Regions from separate parts of the Zea mays genome. Here region 2 is linked to region 1. A link is a contact called in public Hi-C data. All regions are on one chromosome and are shown on one strand. The core of a region is the stretch at or near the end of the contact, and the rest is flanking DNA. Distances in the headings are between cores, read along the strand shown.

Region 1 (4,086 bases), core at 1,515-4,014:
ACCGGACTGTCCGGTGTAACAGCGGGGTAACGGCTATTTCGGCGCCAACGGCTACCTGCGACGCATTAAATGCGCGCGCTGCGCGTGCAGAGGTCAGGCACGCCCATGCTGGCGCACCGGACAATCTACAGTGCATGTCCGGTGCGCCACCGGACATCCAGGCGGGCCCAGAAGACAGAGTTCCAACGGTCGACCCCAACGGCTTTTGGTGACATGGCTGTCGCACCGGACATGTCCGGTGTGCACCGGACTGTCCGGTGCGCCATCGAACAGACAGCCTCACCAAACGGCTAGTTTGGTGGTTGGGGTTATAAATACCCCCAACCACCCACCATTCATGGTATCCAAGTTTTCCACTTCTCAACCACTTACAAGAGCTAGGCATTCAATTCTAGACACACCAAAGAGACCAAATCCTCTCCAAATTCCACACAAAGCTTTAGTGACTAGTGAGAGAGATTTGCTTGTGTTCTTTCGAGCTCTTGCGCTTGGATTGCTTCTTTTCTTTCTCACTTGTTCTTGTGATCAAAACTCCATTGTAATCAAGGCAAGAGGCACCAATTGTGTGGTGGCCCTTGCGGGAAAGTTTTGTTCCCGGCTTTGATTTGAGAAGACAAGCTCACTCGGTCCGAGGGACCGTTTGAGAGAGGGAAGGGTTGAAAGAGACCCGGCCTTTGTGGCCTCCTCAACGGGGAGTAGATTTGCGAGAACCGAACCTCGGTAAAACAAAACCGCGTGTCTCACTCTTCATTTGTTTGCGATTTGTTTTGCACCCTCTCTCGCGGACTCGTTTTCAATTTCTAACGCTAACCCGGCTTGTAGTTGTGTTTATATTTGTAAATTTCAGTTTCGCCCTATTCACCCCCCCCCCTCTAGGTGACTATCAGTTGTGCTCCCAGAAAATCGGATAGGAGAAGCGTCAGGGGTAGTGCAACGTGTGTGATATCATGGTCCCCTGAGATGGTGATATCATGGCCCAAGGCTTAATAAAATTAATAGAGTATCCATACCAATAAGGTGCATCTTCTTTTTCGGAAGCCTATCTCGAAAGAACCTCCAAGTTAAGCGTGCTTGGTTTGGAGCAATTTGGGATGGGTGACCGACTCGGAAGTTTTCTCGGGTGCGCATGAGTGAGGACAAAGTGTGCACAAAAGACCTGTGTTGGTCTGTGGGGACAATATATAATTCTAGAGAGCTGCGAGGAGTAAGTACTGCGGTTCAGGGATTGAACGAGGTGTTACAAGTGGTATCAGAGCCGACCCTCTCGGTTTCACGAGCGTGTGTGGGTTAGGGTTCGGGTATATGACGCATGGCTCATGTGGGCCCAGAGTGGTCACATGACATGACATATGACGACACTAGACACACATACATGGCTAAGAGGGGAGGTTACTGAATTGATGTTGACCGACGAGGACGTCGGTCTTCTAAGGGGGTGGATGAGATCATCGCTCGATCTGTATACCATTGTTTGGGATGGTCATAAGAATGATACTTTTCTGCCCAATCTGTATACCATTGTTTGATGAATAAACCCAACAACGGTCGGAATAAGAACCTCTGGAAAGTTAAGCCTCCCTTGAAAATAAAGGTTTTTTTGTGGAATTTATGTCGGGGAGCGATCCTCTAAAGATAATTTAGTCAAAAGGTGTTGGAAAGGTTGCTTGACTTGTAGCTTTTGCAACCGTAATGAGAGTATTAAACATCTCTTTTTTACTGCTATATGGCCAAAAGCATATGGAGAATTATTTATTTTGCCTTAAAAATAGACATGCCAGTTAGCATTAATCATAGTATCAGGTCTTGGGGAAGCAATAGGGGTCCAGGACACAAAAAAATATTACTTTATGGAGTATCAGCTTTATTTTGGTCTATTTGGCTCAGCCAAAATAAGGTGGCTTTTAATCATAAACCAATATCATTAATTGTGCAGGTCATTTTCAGAGGTACTCACTGGTTCAGATTCTAGAGACTTCTACAGAGGAGGAATCACAACAACAAATCCTCGACGTTTGTCAAACTTTGGAAGTGGTGGCGATGAAAATCTTTGTAAATCATGAATAGCGCTCAAATGCTAGAATTGTGGATGACTAGTGTTATACACAGTCTTGTCGTTTTGCTTCTTTGAGTTAGTTTCTTTATTAAGCAACCTCATATGTAATAATTGACTTGTATTGACTGTACGCATTTCAATGCTAAAGCCGGAATTTATGTTTCCGTTCTAAAAAAATCTATGTTTTTCACGGTCATTTTGACTAAAGTTACATGAGAAGGTGAGTACAAAATCAAGCGTGATGCTAACTTTCTACGAAGACCTAGAAAATTTTGAAAGAACGTCCAAATCCATGGGAAACTACAGGTGTCTAGCAAACTGGCTAGTAAATCCATGGGAGCAGAAACCTAGTGCCGGTAAACAAAGATTCTGAAATGTTGGCTCTTGCCAAACTGCATGCATCTCTATCTCTCTTCCTGTACCGGCCGGCAAATCGAATGAAACATTATTCCACCACAACAGAAGATAAATAAACAAAAGCAAATTACGGTTGCTTTCGTCGTCCGGGTGACAACTGACAACGACGTCAAGTATAAATTCATCACTGGACGCTGACAGACACACCAACGAACGGATGATAGCTCAGGAGCATTTCAATTAGTTATTTTGGATGGGAGGACAACACTTTTGCTTGGTTCCATCTATCACCTATAGCATGTGTTGTAGTTGAATTTTACTTGCTGCTCTATATATGCAAAAGGAGGCTGCAGGTTGTGACCTTGAAGGTCACTACGGCTGACCTATGAGAAAATAATCACAATCACAACTTTGAATTCCAGCACATAGAAAAGAGGTTAACAAGGGAAATGGGGTCAAATCGCTGTTGGTAGCATCAGGGGCCAACAACAACAACAATAAACAGCCACTTCTTTCCTCCCTTACAAAAAGGGAGCGAGGTAGCTAGGAAGAGCACAACGTACAGCTGCCCTGCAAAAACCCAGGAACTGAACTGTGCTGAGGGAAAGGAAAGGAAAGGCAAGGCAAGAGGATGAACACCGACGACCTGGGCTCGCCGAGGGAACTCACCGGCCTGCAGCGGAGGAGGGCGCTGTACCAACCGGAGCTGCCTCCATGTCTTCTTCAGGTTTATTTGCGTTTTTTGCCTGCCAGCATCTTCTTAGTTTCTCCTTCACCTGCTGCATCTGCCGTCCAAGCATGCATGCATGCATCCTGCACCTTTGGTTTCTCGATTTGTGTCGTGTCGTGGATGTTTCCAAGAGTTGTTCCATTCTTATGATGTTGTCGATGTAACAAAAACACATGCTCCTTTTTCACCGCCATATATATGAAAAGCGAAAAAAGAGAGAAAGAAACCGCTCGATTTTGGACGCACGAGACCTGGAAATTTCGTCAGCTCGCTGAACAGGAAATGAAGACAACGGGTGTATTGCAAAAACAAGAAGCTCACCAAAAGATTCTTGTGGTATATCAATCCTTAGAGATGGTGGTAATGGAGATCCTTGCAAAACATGGTTGGAGTTCTAATGCCAGATTAAAGGACGCTTGATTCGAGAACAAGTTCTTTTTAAGAATGTTACTTTTTTTTAATAATGGATGTTTTATTAATTTTTTAACTGTAATGTCAAACTATAAAAGGCTGGAACATTTTTTGTTTCCATTATAAAAAAATGTAGGCTCCACTCCTATACTCGTCTTCCTTCTCTAGTAATAGCTTGCACAGGGGTGGCGGACCCAGTGCTTCTAGAGTTCTAGAGGAAGCAGAGACTTGTTGATTCATAATATAGACAGAAGCTTCTTCCTCTCACAAGTCACAAACCCTTCTTTTTTTTCCATTCAACAGGATTCAAAGTTTTGAAAAATGTGTTCCAACCACATGGCGTCACAACAGGATATTTGACGCTGATGGTTTTAGCATCGTCTAACGTTTCCGAAACTTGTGATGGGATATGACCAGGGAACGAGGGTGGAGTTTGGGGACCCAACGACAACCATTGATTCGAAATGCGCAGACATCGTCGCACAGGCATTCCCGCACACCTTCGGTCAGAGGCTGGTGCGCTTTCTGGAGCCTC
Region 2 (3,753 bases), core at 759-3,258, 120 kb after region 1:
AAATTTTATTTCTAAATTTATGTACAATTCCAAGACCTCAGTGGGGATAGGGACATCTACTTATTTTATTTTTTTATAATTAAGATCTTCCTTTCTCAAATTCTTAATTTCCAAAATTAGGTTTAATGCCTATTTCACCATTTTTATATTTCTATTATCATTATCTTTATGTGTGAATGCACAAACAAATAAACCTCAACATGATGCATAAGTTATTTACGTGTCATTTGTTTATTATTCACTTTTAAATATGGTTAGTCATATGTGATGATAAGTAGAGGTCACAAAATATGGAGATCAACTCTATTTTCATATTTTACACTTGTGGGTATTACAAAGATGTCTTTCACACCTTGAGGCAACATCTGACCACCGCACTAGTGCTAGCACAGCCCGACAATGCCAAGCCCTTCGTCGTATATTGTGATGCTTCAAGCACCATATGTGGTTGTGCTCTAATGCAAGACAACCGGGTTATTGCCTACGCATCGCGAGCACTCAGACCTCAAACGCATGACTTGGAGCTAGCAGTCGTGGTACATGCTATGAAGATCTGTAGACATTATCTGATGGGAGCTCATTGCAACATTTATACTGGTCATAAGAGTCTCATGTATATCTTCACCCAAGCTAACCTCAACATGAGACAATGGAGATGGCTGGAACTAATTAAGGATTATGACCTAGAAGTGCACTACCACCCTGTAATACCCAAATCATAGTAAATAAAGGAGTTAGAGTATTTGAGGTTTATGGAAAATTTTCTTTCTATGTGACACATGTATATATATACACAAACATACAAGTTAATTAATTCCTTAATAAATAGAAGGAATATATATGAAATAATGAAAATACTTCTTCATGCTAGTATTTTGATTTGTGCATTTAATCTAAGTATGAAATTCACCACAAATTTTGAATTCAAATTTGAGATCTAAAAATAAAAAGGAAAGAAAACAGAAAAGAAAAAGAAAATCCTAAACCGCCGCATGGGCCGAATCCCGTTTCGCCGGCTCACTTGCCAGCGTCGCGCGGCCCAGCCAGGCGCGCGCTCACACGCCACTGGCTCTCCCTGCGCACTGACCTAGCGGGTCCACTCTGTCAGTCCCGTAGGGCGTGCTCGCTTCACAAAACCGGTCGTCGCGTGAAACCGACATGTGGGTCCCCGTGTCAGGAGCCTTCCCCGCGGATTCCTCGCCCGGTGGTTGCGGCTGCGAAGCTGTCGCATGGAGGCCGTGCGATCCATGCGCTACTCAACCCCTGCCAGCCTGCCTATAATTGCTCATGCACGTCCGTCTCCGAACCCCTATCCCATAGTCGTAGGTACGGAGTCGAAGCGAGATCGGCGAGCTCGTGGTGAGTGTGGTGAGTTAGAGGGGAAGCTCGGGTTGTCGCTGTTGTTCTTCCCTGCGGTCGACTCCTCAACCCGTCTTGTGGCTCTGGTGCGTCGGAGGGCGTTCGCCGCACGCATAGGTCGCCTCGGTGGCAGAGATCTACCACCGGGAGACCAGCAATTGCTCGCCGTTGTGGGGGAGCCACCACAAAGCCGTCGTACACCGTGTGGAGCCTCGCTGCCGTCCCCATCCCTAGTACGCGTTGAACTCCTAATCCATCTAAACCGTTCGCTTCGGGTAGGATCGATCGGAGTCGGGAATCTCACATTGGGGCACAGAACCAGGGAGATCGTCGGCGTCCCCCGCCGTGGGTCGGGGCGACATCGCATCCGATGTCGTGGGGAGGAAGAAGCTCCCAGGACCGTTGATCGACCAATCGAAGGGCTAGGATTAGATGGAGCTTACCCCTTCGCTTTATCCCTTCTGCGCCATTGGATTCATCAGACGGTTCCGATTAGGTCAGAGGATAGAGTTTGGTCGAGATCCTCGTAGCCATTGATCAAATGATGGACGCTCAAGAGTCGATCTTGTTTAGTTGAATCTGGGCCGTGGATTGTGGATCTAAGGATCTAGAACGCATACCGATTTGGGTGGCTTGGATCTAATCCAAGTCGTCCATCTCCAATCGTGCGGTCCAGAGTTCGTTGCGTAGACTTTACATAAGAGCCCCTGGTGTTCTTACCTATCAACCCACAATCTAGAGCGTTGATAAAACCATTACGTTGAGGCCCCGAATTTTGTAGATTATACCCTATAGAACTCCAGAATAGTGCGCGCAGCCCAGTTAATAAATAAAATGGGATAAAATAATGAAGAAGTGATTTTTAGTATATAAATAATTCGAGGAACTTGTTTAATTTATAAGTAATTCATTTTAACTTCTTTTTGATCCATTCCAGTTGCATTAGATTCATATTAATATTGTTTATCATTTAGTAACCTTGTTTTGTCATGAAGCATAGATTAAAATTATACACTTAATTTAATCTATATCCAACACTTAGAACTTTAGAAAATCATAACTCTTTAACCGTAACTCCGAATTTAGTTATTCTCGAACCTACGATCTCATTACGATGTGTCGAATATTATTATGCAGTATGTTCTCTTGTTTGGTGTGATGTTAATGTGACAGAACCTCCCAAGTCATTAGGCCCACCTGCAGTTGTCCTTGTCCAACGGACCTTAGACAACCCTGCAGGTGCCCCTGATCACTTGACAAGTTTGGTATCTGTATTCCTTACCTTTCTCAAGAGCGTTTCACCCGTCACGCAGACATTACAATACATCAGAGGTACGAAAATGCGGAAACAGTTACAATAACTTACTTTATTTAAAAGTAAGAAAGAGTAATATTTATTATAGACCAGAACAAATATAAGAGTGCTGAGTATTATTATTACATAACCTGGGAGGAAAAAACCCCTCCCGATAAACAGTAAAGTTTTTCTTAACGGAGGACCCTTCCTCCCGCAGCTTCAATCTTGATTTTCTTCTTTCGGTACCACCTTGGAATAGAAGCAACAAAAGTTTGCTGCTTCTTCACCTAAAACAACATGGGACAAAGCCCTGAGTATGAAATGTACTTTCGCAAGTCTTACCCGTCAAAATAAAAGACTCTCAAGGATATGCTGGCCTTTGGGGATCAAGGTATGGCTTATCAATAATCAAAGACTTTGTTTGCATAAATGCTTACTAATAGTGGATCCTTAAAATCCAGTTTTATTAGTCAAGTTAAGTAAAGTTACATGTATCTAGGGTTCTTTCTACCCTAGTTCAATCACTTGACTTATACTTGCCAATTTCTTTTCAACCCTTCTTATTCATTGGAATGCTACGTGTAAGTCAGTGACCAAGTCTTCATGTCCGCGAAGTTACGGCGATCCGAATCGATTATACTCAGCTGAGGATCTCCAATCACACGACATATGTAGCACTCAACCCTTGCATATGTCAACTCGCCACCGGGGTTCTTAAGACCAGATCAGGTTCACGCCAACCGAGAGCACAGATACACCACCGTCCAGCCTCTTGCCACGGAGGGTACACGCTACTCTCGCCATCTCTCCACTCCCATTGTGTGTTATCTTATTCTGGTATTAGTCTGCCCGAGGCAAAGCTTACCCATGACGAGGCATGTGACTAGTTAAAGGGTCCTCGGTCAGCAGGCCTACATCGAGAAGGTCCTTAATCGACTCAGACGAAGACACTACACCGAGACTCTCTTCTCGTTCAAGTCACCCGCCCGGTCTCAGCTTTATTATTTCAAACCCAAAGTTTGGTACCTGGCATAGGTACATCTTTTCCGATTTTGTTTTTAAAAACATCCCACCCACTTCGCAGCACCATCTTTTGT

The links. A called contact is a pair of places that touch in the nucleus more often than the background predicts.
Region 2: a contact with region 1 is called in a Hi-C map of leaf, with 6 times the contacts expected there. The contact joins the enhancer-like site here to the promoter of LOC103632535 in region 1. A contact is called at or near these places in 5 of 25 Hi-C or Micro-C datasets (bundle sheath, endosperm, leaf and 1 more).

The regions. Positions count from the first base shown.
Region 1 is chr7:86,640,155-86,644,240 of Zm-B73-REFERENCE-NAM-5.0, forward strand. LOC103632535 (pyrophosphate--fructose 6-phosphate 1-phosphotransferase subunit alpha) reads left to right here and starts at 2,765. Exons shown (of 19, transcript XM_008654305.3): 1 at 2,765-3,137; 2 at 3,969-4,086. The coding sequence starts at 3,042.
Region 2 is chr7:86,764,688-86,768,440 of Zm-B73-REFERENCE-NAM-5.0, forward strand. No RefSeq gene overlaps it. Among protein-coding and RNA genes, the nearest start is that of LOC100286258, 110 kb to the left of the region's middle. Within about 2 kb of position 2,009, at least 19 of the 20 cell types and tissues checked have an H3K27ac peak or open chromatin away from gene starts, as enhancers often do. A contact at or near this core is called in bundle sheath, endosperm, leaf and 1 more, where this site is marked.